Linked DNA regions of Danio rerio: region 1 is linked to region 2. The links are chromatin contacts, called in public HiChIP or PLAC-seq maps. All regions are on one chromosome and are shown on one strand. The core of a region is the stretch at or near the end of the contact, and the rest is flanking DNA. Distances in the headings are between cores, read along the strand shown.

The links. HiChIP or PLAC-seq counts read pairs in DNA pulled down with a chosen protein or histone mark.
Region 1: an H3K4me3 HiChIP or PLAC-seq map of embryo shows a contact between it and region 2, with 3 times the contacts expected there. The contact joins the enhancer-like site here to the promoter of bcl9l in region 2. A contact is called at or near these places in 4 of 18 Hi-C or Micro-C datasets (embryo, fibroblasts and hematopoietic stem cells) and 2 of 4 datasets of contacts at active chromatin or transcription factors (caudal fin and embryo).

The regions. Positions count from the first base shown.
Region 1 is chr18:47,249,833-47,256,469 of GRCz12tu, reverse strand. pimr179 (Pim proto-oncogene, serine/threonine kinase, related 179) reads left to right here and starts at 5,657. Exons shown (of 9, transcript XM_068214936.2): 1 at 5,657-6,637. Within about 2 kb of position 1,444, at least 3 of the 62 cell types and tissues checked have an H3K27ac peak or open chromatin away from gene starts, as enhancers often do.
Region 2 is chr18:46,948,150-46,954,674 of GRCz12tu, reverse strand. bcl9l (bcl9 like) reads left to right here and starts at 2,049. Exons shown (of 9, transcript NM_001005575.1): 1 at 2,049-2,318.

The DNA of each region.
Region 1 (6,637 bases), core at 195-2,694, 300 kb before region 2:
TTGAATTTTCCTCTTTTCTTAAATACTGCATACAAATTTGCATACTATCCATCCTAAATAGTATTCAAAAATAGAATCAGTATGTTCCAAATCGTAGTATGTTGAAAAAAGTATGCCAAACGTTCCCGGATTGTCTACTATTTCTTGTAAAAATTTGAATTTTGTTTTGCAAATCCACCAGAGGCCGCTGTGTAAGCTTTTTGAGATCTCAAATTTCTCTTGTGAAGTGGCCTGCTGTTTTCATGTAAATCCACCAGAGGCTGCTGTCGACTGACTGACTGACCGACCGACTGACTGACCAACGATAAAGTCTTGATCAGATATGCGGCCGGCCGGAACTGCGATATGTATAGTAATTATAGTAGCATTTTTAATGAAACTGTATAACAACAAATAATATTTTTACAATACTCTTTAAAACTACTGTTTTTACATTACTGTGATGATTTGGTTTAGGGTTGGGTTGGAGGGTAGACGTTAATAAAAAAATATTTATTGGGTAATTTAATAGATGGCATAAATAATACTCGGTACAACTACTGTTTTTACGTTACTTTGACGGTTGGGTTTAGGGTTGGGGTGGGCGTTAATAAAATACAATAAATGGGAAATTAATAAATAATATAAATAATTCTAGGGTGAAGCAGTGGGGCAGTAGGTAGTGCTGTCGCCTCACAGCAAGAAGGTCGCTGGGTTGAAGTGTATGAGTGTGTGTGAGAATGTGTGTGTGGATGTTTCCCAGAGATGGGTTGCGGCTGGAAGGGCATCCGCTGCATAAAAGCTTGCTGGATAAGTTAGCGGTTCATTCCGCTGTGGCAACCCCGGATTAATAAAGGGACTAAGCCGACAAGAGAATGAATGAATGAATAAATAATTCTCAGTAATTTCCGGCCGCAACCATATCCGATCTAGAAACAACCCTGACCAACCGACTGATAACCCCACCCACCTTATCCCTAAACCCAGCCGATAGTGTTTTAAAAAGCACCAATTGACCTACTCTATTAACGCAGGAAATTAAATGTGAAAGAAATGTGGATGATGTATCGAGATGATTGAACTAAAGCCACATAACTCTGTTATTGAGGAAGTAGTATGTCCCAAAGCTTGCATACTCTTGTTCACAAAAAACTACATACTTTTAGGATGTAGAAGTATGCAAATTGGGACGCAGCATCAAACATTGTCCATGTTTGTCAGTTGCCAGATCTATGTCCTCACACAAGTGACGAATATTCAGATCTCGATGCCTTTTTAACCTCAATCTGGCAACATAAGTTACAACCCAATTGCGCTGTCGATTTCTGCAGGTGGTAGATGTGGATTGAGGTAACCCTTCACCCTCGGAAATTCGAAGACAAGTTCTGTATGGTTAAAACGGCTTGCCATACACACACACGCACTGAATGAGTCCAGCTGACAGTGAGTCTTAAGAATGTCGAACAGAAGGCCAGAAAAACAGCTTTCGAAACCGCAGCTCAACCAGCGACAAATATGTCCAAATTGTGTGTGTGTGTGTGTTTGATTGGCTCACTGCCTAATTCATCTTGTTTTGTGGCCTCTGCACCTGTTGGTCTTTCTCTAATTGAAAAGGGTGGTCTGTACCCGCGGGACCACTATGAGGAATGCAATGTCACAACACTTAACACACACACACACACACACACACACAAACGCGGCGAGTGTTTGAGAAGATGCAGTTCATTTGTGTAAGGCAACGGCTGAACAAAAGCGTTTCATTTCTCCACGCCGCACGACCTTTCGCTCATTCATTATCAAACCAAAGAAACAATGCAAATAAAAAGCACTCCATTTGTTTTGTTGGCATGCCAGACGTGAACGCGGTCTAATTTGACCCAGCAGGACTGTTAGAAAGCCAGTTAAGAGGCATTGCTGGAATCTCCAGAATCTCCCTCCATTGCTGACGGGTGAAGTCAGAGCTTTGGAGAGACGACTGCCATCCAGACACACTGTGGTACACACTCGGTCTGTGTGGTACAATGATTCATCCAGAAGTACTTTAAAATGCGGTTTGTACATGACCTGAAGATTTAAAAAGTGTTAAAAGCATCAAGGGGCGGTGCAGTGGGTAGCGCTGTCGCCTCAGAGCAAGAAGGTCGCTGGTTCAAGTCTCAGCTGGGCCAGTTGGTGTTTCTGTGGGGAGTTTGTTTGTTCTCCCAGTGTTCGTGTGGGTTTCCTCCGGGTCCTCCGGTTTCCCCCACAGTCCAAAGACATGCGCTATATGGGAACTGGGTGAGCTAAATTGGCCCTAGTGTATGTGTGTGTATGGGTGTTTCCCAGAGATGGGTTGCAGCTGGAAGGGCATCTGTTGCCCTTAACATATATGCTGGATAAGTTAGCGGTTCATTCTGCTGTGGCAACTCCTGATTAGTAATGATTAATAACGTAATCACGTTTGCTGTGCCAGTTCGTCATTTTTCCAGGATCTTGTGTTGTCGTGACCAGTCCTGTTCTGCGGTGCATTTCCGAAAACATTTGTTAGCCAACTAAGGTCACAAGTTGTCATTACAAGCATAGTTCTGTGATTTGCTGTTTCCCAAATCCATCGTTCCAATGAACATTCGCAAACTGCGTCGCAAACTTGCTATGCTTGCAACTACAACTCTGGAGCTGTGAGAAACATAGTTCTTGGCTGTGTTTTATTCCCATTTACCCCCCCTCTGCCCTATTAGTTTAGAATCTTCTAACATTTAAACTTGGGATGATTAAAAATAAAAGAGCATTAAAGTCGTCTCTCTTTGGTGTAATTCGTTTTCAAAGTATTTTTACAGTTCAGTTTTAGCGATCTTCATGCTTATAATTGCGTTCCCTTTGCAGTGCACTTTGAAAACATTGATGTCATTTTGAAATCAGCCGTGGTTCGTGACGAAAGCTATAGGTGACCTATTATTTAAAAGGGGAATTAACATTACGTCTTCAAAGCTTGTGAAAATAAAAAGCATACGTGATACACCATTGTGTATCCACAGTAGTAATGTTTGTTTTGTCATTAATGTATCTATTTATTTATGTATATACTGTAAAAGTCATTTATTATCACTACTAATGATTGGGTTTGAAACAAAATAACATCAACAGTTGAGAAAGCATGCGCTGTGGGTTACCATGGTCATACTTGTTGTGTTTACTTCAGATGCTACTACGCTGCTCCTGAGGAAAGACACTGAAGTTTTCTTGTGATTTTGTTTCTCCTGATAATTCAGGCACTTTAATCTGCCTACGAGTTCCGCGGCCGGGACCCGTAACACATACATTAATGCTTTTAACTTGTAGTGGGTTATTTATTAAGTATCTGTGCTGTATATGACATGGGCCTGCTGGTTAGAACATTTCTGTAGAGGTTTGCATGTGTCAAATTGTAAAAGTAGACTCTTCAAAAAATGAAAAATAAATAAACGATATCCTACTTAATGATAATAATCATCATCATCGTCATCATCATTATTTATAGTATCATTAAAGTTAGATTTTTTTATTTCCTAATAAATAATAAATATTAAATTTCATTTCTTAAAACAATCGCCTCAATATTTAGTTATTTGTATAATTTATATATGATATTAGAATACGTCTTTTGTAAGTGATTTTGTTTTAGAATAGAATATGGAATATTCTCAATAACATTAGCAATGCAAACACAGGCCCCATATGTGCCATTTACATTTCAGTTAATATGCGAGTGCATGTTTTTACCTAAACTAATTTTGGATTTTATTTAAATGCGTGTGCGTGTAAAACAAAAGTTCTTCTCTAAAGAGGTTGTTACCACCCCATATAGTGCATCTTTATGGGCGTTTTACGTTATAACTAACGTGGTTTAAATGATAGATCTGCGACAGAGAAACTATGGGTTTTGGGAAACACTCGTCACTACATCATTCTTTTCTTAAACGATGCATCATACTATGATAGTTCAGCAGCAAGTTATGTCGTTGTTTGGGAAACGCACCCCATCCCAGTTCTTCCCTGCCAGCCCAGTTTGCTTGTTTAATTGTTTTTTGTTAATGTTTTCCCCCTCGTGGTAGTTATTTTAGTGCTATTTATTTTATTTTACTATTAATAAAAATCCATCACTTTCCCTGCACCTGAGTTCTCGCCCCTTTCCCTTCCTAAAAACCGTGACAATATGGCCATACTCCCAAAGTGCTTCACAAGTAATTTAAATATTTTTTGAGATAAACTGAATGTTTATATTTACATAAATTGATTTACAATAATATTTAAGGTCTGAAAACAGAATATTTTACTGATCATTTTCTACAAATGCATTTTTTTGAAATGATTATATTGTCTGTAGTATTTTTTGCCTTTGCAAACACGCCCAAAAGGCCAGTTGTAATTCTTTCTGATACTCAACAACATTAAACCAATAAAACAACATTTCCTTCCTGAGGCCTTGGTCTTTGATGACACTTTGACATATGAAACAATCAGGAGGAGCGTCTGCTGCTTAGATAAATGAGAAACTCAGAGGAAAAGTAAAATCCTTTACGTTTATGATGGAGTGCTCAGCGAGATCTGCTCAAGGACGAGATCTCAGTGAAGACTTTTCCAAATGTTCATGTGCTTGTCCAGATATTCTCACTGTTAAGAGCTCAGCCTTGTGCAGCCCGGCCCTTATTCACTCTTGAGCAGGATAGGTTTGTACAGGAATAGAATCATGTTGGAGCCCAATTTCATATGGGTTTATATGCAATATAAAGATTCATTCATTTATTTTCCTTCGGCTTAGTCCCTTTATTCATCAGGGGTCACCACAGTGGAATGAACCGCCAACTCATCCAGCTTATGTTGTACGTGGATGCCTTTCCAGCTGCAACCCAGTACTGGGAAACACCCATACAAACACATTAACTTTGGACTATTTAGCTTACCTAATTTGCATGTCATTGGACTGTGGGAGAAACCAGAGCACCCGGAGGAAACTCATGAGAACATGGGGAGAACATGCTAACTCCCCACAACCAACCGACCCCGAACAGTGGTAACAATTATGCCACCTTGCCACCACAAGATAAAAATGCAAAATGATAATGTGTTAGGGGCAGATTTAGTGATTTTGGGGCCCTAAGCAATTCCAGCTTTACAGGGCCCAAGTCCTGAAATGTAGCCTTTCTACTTTTATTTAATTTTAATTTATATTGCTGTTTTTTTTTATACCACTCAGTTTTCTTTCCGACATTTTAATGAATGCAGTCTCTACATCTTCAATGATTATTTTCTTGAAATAAATTTACATCTAATATTAATAAATGTACTTTTTATAAATTTGACTGCTGGACTGCTCCATGATGGATATTTTGTTTTGTAATATCTTTTTTTTTACATTATTATAATAATATTATATTTGATTCTATATTCAATAATATTTAATTTTGTTCAAATTGTATTTCTAATTCTCACCACAAAAATATGGTAGAAAATTTCTGTTTAACGGAGAGACGATTTCTTTCAGCACATTTCTAAACATAATAGTTTTAATAACTCATGTCTAATAACTGATTTCTTTTATCTTTGCCATGTTGACAGTAAATAATATTTGACTAGATATTTTTCAAAACACTTCTATACAGCTTAAAGTGACATTTAAAGGCTTAACTAGGTTAATTAGATTAACTAGTTAGTGTAATTAGTCAAGTCATTGTACAACGATTGTTCTGTAGACTATTGAGAAAAAATATAACTTAAAGGGGCTAATAATTTTGTTCTTAAAATGGTGTTTAAAAAATTAAAAACTGCTTTTATTCTAGCTGAAATAAAACAAATAAAACTTTTTCCATAAGGAAAAATATTATCAGACATACTGTGAAAATGTCCTTGCTCCGTTAAACATCATTTAGGAAATATTTAAAAAAGAAGAAAAAAATTGCAAATCTGACTTCATCTGCAGTTTACAGGTATAATTTATATGAAATTTGAATTAATTTAGATTTCCTGGGGCCCTAAGCGGCCACTTACCTCACCTATTGGTTAAATTTGCCCCTCTGGAATTGCATGGTGACCTTTTTAAAGGTAGATGTGTGTTTTAGACAGGCTTGCTTTGCAGCAGGAGAACCACCAACTACTCTTAAATACAAATAATTTGTAAATAATGCAATACTTAATTTAGTAATGAAAAAAGTATCATTAACAAAGTATAAAAGTACAATCATTATGCAAATTATACAATGTCAAGAATAAAGCATTTGTAGCTGCAGCTGTAAACTGCTTACTAACGTGTATTAATGTAGTTAATGCCTAACAGATAATGAATTCACTAGCTGCTAATGCTTAATAAATAAGTACAGTAGACATTCTAAAATGTTACCCATTATTTTTAGAAATCTTATCTAAAAAATAAAATTACTGCAAACTTAAACTTCTGCTGAATAACAGACATGTCAAATACAACATTAAATTGAATTAAAAAACAACAATATAAGCATTTAACAATATAATATAATGCAACATGTCAATGTTATTCAGTGAGGTTATCAGAGAAATTTTTATAGGTTTCTTGTTATTGAAGTCAATGAATTAGAAAATATTTTAAAATCTTTACAGAAAAATAAGAGGGAGACATTACATTTGCCGTGTGTATTTAAAACTTCCCAATTAAGTAAAATGATCAACTTTA
Region 2 (6,525 bases), core at 800-3,299:
TGGCTGTAAATAAATAAAACTTAACTTTGTCCTTATTTCTATTTGTTTGCTCTGGAACCAATCACAGATTATTGAAACTGAAGATTGAGAAGCTGTGCATGAGAAGGAACGTAAGCACTGAACACCTGAAAAATCTATATAATAACTATATAATAACTAAACTAAACTATATAGAGTTTATATATATATATATAACATTATATGGCTGTAACATTATATGGTTGAAAAAAATCTCTCAGCCAATCAGATTTGAGAGCCATAACAAATCTACAAGTTTTTTTAGTATTCATTTATTTATTAATCATTATATACTATCATTTTGTATTAAGTGGCCTTAACTAATACGTACTTACATTAAAAGTAATCATTTGTTACAATGCAATTTTTATGTAAATGTATTTACAGTGTACTTATGATTGATTACATACATCATTTCTGTAAATACATCTTTAATTACACTGTTGACCTTCCCTTGCACCTTAGACCACCCCTAACCCTACCCTGTATCCCACCTCAAGAGCATCAGATGTGCACTGCAATACATTATGAACACAGTAAGTACATTGTATTTTTTGATGCAAGCACATATTAGTAGTGGAATGAACCGCCAACTTATCCAGCATATGTTTTACGCAGAGGATGCCCTTCCAGCTGCAACCCATCTCTGGGAAACATCCATAAGCTAAAGACAATTTTAGCCTACCCAATTCACCTGTACCGTATGTCTTTGGGGGAAACCGAAGCACCCGGAGGAAACCCACGCCAACACAGGGAGAACATGCAAACTCAGTACAGAAATGCCACCTGACCCAGCCGAGGCTCGAGCCACCAACCTTCTTGCTGTGAGGGGACAGCACTACCTACTGCACCACTGCATCGCCTACATATTAGTTAAGGCCACTTAATATATAGTCGGACCCATGACTTTCATTCATTCATTCATTTTCCTTCAGCTTAGACCCTTTATTCATTAGGGGTTGCCACAGTGGAATGAACCAACATCTTATCCAGCATATGTTTTACACAGCGGATGCCCTTCCAGCTGCAACCTAGTACTAAGAAAGGACCCATTTTTTATTTTGTTTTATTTCTTCTCTGTAAAGCCCATTACGATATTATGATATTTATGACTAAAAAATTCTGTTTGTTTTATAAATATACAAATACATTTTGAGAATGTTTCCTTTAGTGTTTATTGCTTAGTTCATTCTTTTTTGATAGTTTTATTCACATATTTGCTGCAAAACCTACTAAAAACTATTTTTTTTGAATATGTAAAAAATGCATATTATGATATGATATATATTATATATATTATAATTATATATTATATACTTTTTAACTGATTGTGTGTTATTTTGATCTAAAATGAAAGCCCATTGAAACAGCAGGAAACAGTAATATAGTAATAAAGTGCTTTCTCTCTGAGTTTGAGTGAAAAAGAGAGCGTATGCCACTCAGTTAATTTTTAAATCATATATATATATATATATATATATATATATATATATATATATATATATATATATATATATATATATATATATATATATATATAGTATTTGTTTATAAGTAAACAAGTACATTCTGCAGAATGTTTTCTTTATTTATTATTTACAAATTTTATTATGATTTTATTAACAAATTTGCTGTAAACCTATTGTAAACAACAATTTTCTGGATAATATTTAAATGATATTATAATATTACTATAATAATATGTACACATAATAATTATATTACAATAAATAATAATAATTCTGATTGTAAAAATATTTTGTATGATTACAAAAAATAATAACTTAATTATTCTTTTTAGGTGACGGTGTATTATTATGATCTATGAAAGCAGCTCATTGAAACGGCAGGAAGCGGTCCTCATATAGCTCTATGTGTGTGTGAGTGTGTGCGTGCGTGAGAGAGAGAGAGAGAGAGAGAGAGAGAGAGAGAGAGAGAGAGAGAGAGAGTGTCACTCATATGTGTGTACAGTGAGTTGAGTAATGAGCGCGAGCGCGGCTGTCTGTCTGAGCGCCTTCTGCTACCTCTACAGTACAGGCTGGAATAAGCAGACAGCGTCTCCAACAGCGGAGTCATGATCCGCCGTCTTCCCCGGGACTCATCTTCCGCTCGGAGAACCACCGACACACCATTGTGAGGCATCTGATATTTAACCAGCGGCTTTACTTCGGGCCATCGCATTGGTCGCTTTAACGCAGCCGGGGAGGATCTTGCGCAGTGGCGGCGGACACTTCGGGTGATGTCGGCTGGCCGTCACTCTTGACATCGGCCTCTGCTCGCAGGACGCACGGCGGAATGGGGTAGGAAAGCTTCGCGGTCACGCACCCACACAAGCTCGGCGTAAAAATGCCCTGACAGACCGCGTCGAACTGTCACGTATGGCGGCGCGTCGGTAGCGTTGCGCTCCGGCGCTGAACTCGCCGTCACAGCAGCAGCTGTAGGGGATCCTGGAGTTAGCCTCGCCTGCTAACTGCCTCTTCAGTGCAATGGATGCTAATGAGCTGACGATAGGCTCGGGCCCGTCTCCATGTGACCGTAAAAAGACAGGAAAGACTTGTAGCTGCTGCTTTAGAGCGAGTTAGGGCTTTTCGACTGTCGTTTGAAGGTCTGAGTTTAAGGAAAACGCGCGAGGCTGTTACAATGTCGCGACTGATTGGCAGAAAGAGGCAGGCACTTGAAGAATGTGACGGTGAATGTGGCCGCTGCTCTCCATCAAGTCAATAGAGAAGCGGTAGTAGTACTGTCAGGCGTTAGCTTTCTTATTGTGGAAAAGTGCGTTGCGAACTGTCAGGGCATGCATGCAGAACATTTGTTTCTCTTTGCATTTTGAATATTGTGCAAATGAGTGTTGTGCATACACACACACACAGTGGCCGTTGCATCACATACCAAAATATCAATCCAAGAAGCATTTACTGTAAACAAAGAGAGCACAAGCACTGTTTGTAAGCCAAACACAGACACATAATTTGTACACTGTTCAGAATGTTATTGTTTATAGTTTAATAATGAGTATTTTTAGATTTAGAGTCCTCATTTATGTCATAAATTTGATCTAAACTTGCATTCATCCTTTTTGAAGAGTTCAGATGAAGCGCTAGCTCCTTTCTGTGCAGTAGTAATGAATGGGGATTGAAGCTCGTGAGCTTGAAAAGGAGACCAAAATATTGTAAAAGGGTTTCATATACTGTACGACACATGGATGATATTCTAAAGCTCTTAATAAAGGGATAGTTCACCCAAATCTGCAAATTCTGTCATCGTTTACTCACCAAACTTTTGTGACTTTCTTTATTCTGTTAAAAACAAAAGGGGTATTAAGAAGAAAACCGGAAACCTGCTTACTTTCATGGTGTTTGTTTATAAATCAATCATTACAGGTCTTAAGCATTCTTCAAAATATCTACTTTTGTGTTCAACAGAAAGTTATAATGGTTTTGGACCACTTGAGGGTGATTAAACAGTGAGCAAATGTTTATTTTTGGATGAACTATCTCTTTATACAGATTTGTGTGAGGAAATGTATCAAATTTACCACCAGTGATGCTTTGCGTATGCGAGTTTAAATCAAGTCTTAATTTTGAACGAATCATTCAAACTGGTTTTGTGAGCTCGATCAGCAGATTCATTCACTCAGGAATAATTCATTCATGAAGTTTTGTGAATGTGCCAAGGAGAACTAGGGCAGATGTGGAGATATTCAATAAGCGGTGGCTTTAATTGTATTCTTTTTGTCACACAAATCTGTTGTATAGTTTCAGAAGACTATGGTGGAAGTTGTATAGACCACTTTTATGGTACTTTCACCCAGATTTGTTTGCAATCTTGCTGCTTGGCATACCTAGTTGTTCATAAAGTGATCAGCACATACTGCATTGAAGAAAGAAAGAAAGAAAGTCATATAGATTTGTATATAATGTCAAAATGTATGTCTTGGCTGAATTATACTAACTACACCTTTGTGAATATGAGGGAAACTCAATTAAGATGACTTTTAATTGGTGGTTGACCAGGGAAATAACTACAAAACGATTTAGGAAAGTGCATTTCTTGTTTGCGAATGACCTTTACGTTGATGTTTTTATTTTCTAATAGACTTAAATTAAAGTACAAGTGTTTGAATGATTTTCTGGATCACTTTAGATGTGTTTACCTCAGTATATTATCTGATATTCCTATGGAAAAGCACATGGTTGATTGATTAATTGATGAAGATGCTAGCCTGATAGACTTTTATGATGATGTAGTAAACACTATAGACATTGGGTGGGGGTGTGTGGGGGGATTGGGGGATCATCCTTCAATATTTACATGTGGCCATAGTATCATTATACAGTGGCTTGTTTGTTGTTATGATGACCCAAAAACAGTTACATTTGGATGTTGCTCTGCCTTAGCTGTCTAAAAACTGATTAAGGGATTGAAATGATTGAGATGACCTATCAAATCAAAGTGGACAGGTTTACTGTTTACAGTAGCAGAGCACAAATTCCAGCTCAAAGGATCAGTTTTAGTGTTGAAAGAGAGCAAAGATTAAAGTACAAAACTACAAGAATGACTGAAATATATCTAAAAAAAACACAATAGTAACGCAAACTCATTATTGAAAATGTAGTAACATTTAAATTAATCATGTCATAACTGTATTTAATGAGACAAGCTGTGCTTTGCATGTTAAACATGTCAAATAAAAGTCCTTGCATGCAAATAACACTTGCTATAATTATTAGTTAGGGCTGGATGATATGGCCAAAATGCAATCTCGATAAATATTTTCCATATTGAACAATAGTAATATATATTTTGATAGAAGTTGTTAGGGCTGTGCATTTTGGGAAAAAATATCTAATTGCGTGTTTTTGACAGATATTGGATTTAATTTAAGCTTTAAGTTGATTTTAATTTAATTCAGGCTTCAGCTCAATAATCTGTAAGCCGTGACAACAATTCCGCGACAGCTCTTAAAAATGACCTGTTTTGTTTGGTGTCTGTGACTTTAAAACCAAAATATTCCCATATTACAAATGCTGTTTTTCTTTGATATTAATTCGTCTATGGCGTTTCTTTGGGGAGTTTGCATTTTCTCCCTGCGTTCGCGTGGGTTTCCTCCGGGTGCTCCTGTTTACGCCACAGTCCAAAGACATGTGGTGCAGGTGAATTGGGTAGGCTAAATTGTCCATAGTGTATGAGTGTGTGTGGATGTTTCCCAGAGATGGGTTGCAGCTGGAAGAGCATCCGCTGCGTAAAAACTTGCTGGATAAGTTGGCCGTTCATTCCGCTGTGGCAACCCCTGATTAATAAAAGGACTAAGCTGACAAGAAAATGAATTAATTAATTCGCTATTAATGCTTCTGAAGCAGCAGATGCCGCAATCCTACTTGTCAGTGCATTTCTGTTAGTTTATTTTTTATTGTTGGCGTAGTTCAGTTGCGCAATTCTGATTGGGCAGAACGAAAGTGTGCTCACTCAACTGGCTTGTTATAAAGCCCCGGTTAGATCACATGATTTCCTTGATGTAGGGTGTCATAGGGCAGTGGTTCTCAAAGTGGGGGTCGGGACCCCCCGAGGGGTCGCGGGGCAATGAAGGGGGGTCGCCTGGTGATTTCCAAAAATCTATTTATTTTTTTAAACCATAAGAATTAACATATTTTATCCATAACTATACTGAAAATAAAAATAGTCCTTTATAGTTACTATATACTATATAGTGAAGCTTATGTTTACTAGTTCTATTGGATTGCGACCCCTGGGGTAATTACATTATATTAAAGGCAGCAATAGCGTCAGATGCATTTTGATTTTATAACATCAGGTTATACTTTCTGGCACATTTTAAGCACTGACACAAATTTAATTGGTGTGTCTGCGTCATTGCATGCAAGGTTTCGGTATTCATAACCACCCCAGAGGATATTGGGGGTCGCAAGTCACTGGCATTGTTAATTTGGGGGTCGCGGGCTGAAAAGTTTGGGAACCCCTGTCATAGGGAGTGGTAAATTACAAATGGATGTCGTTACACAAGATTCGATCGTTTCTTCTCGTGTAATGTGGCATAGTTCACGACAACCGATACCATGCAATGTCTTACGACAGAAACACAGAATTCTAGCATGTTTAATTTTCTGAAGCATAGTGGACTGGTTACATATATGCATATATATTTTATATCTCAGCTTCTTGCGATTACCTAATTGCAACATTTCAAATTGCGATTGTGAATTTGATTAATCACACAACTCTAGAAGTTGTTAATGCTTCCAGATTTAAAAGAGTACCCCATAAATGACTGAAGCCACAAAAATTAGAGGGTCTGATCCATTAAATGGCATAACATATTTTCGGCTGATAAATTTGGCGAAATTCAGTTTATCTCTAATATTAACACTCTTTTTGATTGCCATTGTTACACATTTCTGCTGTGTGATGGGCTCTTAGATCAGTATTGAGTAAAAAGTCAAGAGCTTATCATAGTTATTGACCTAAATTTTATAATGGTTCGATATGATA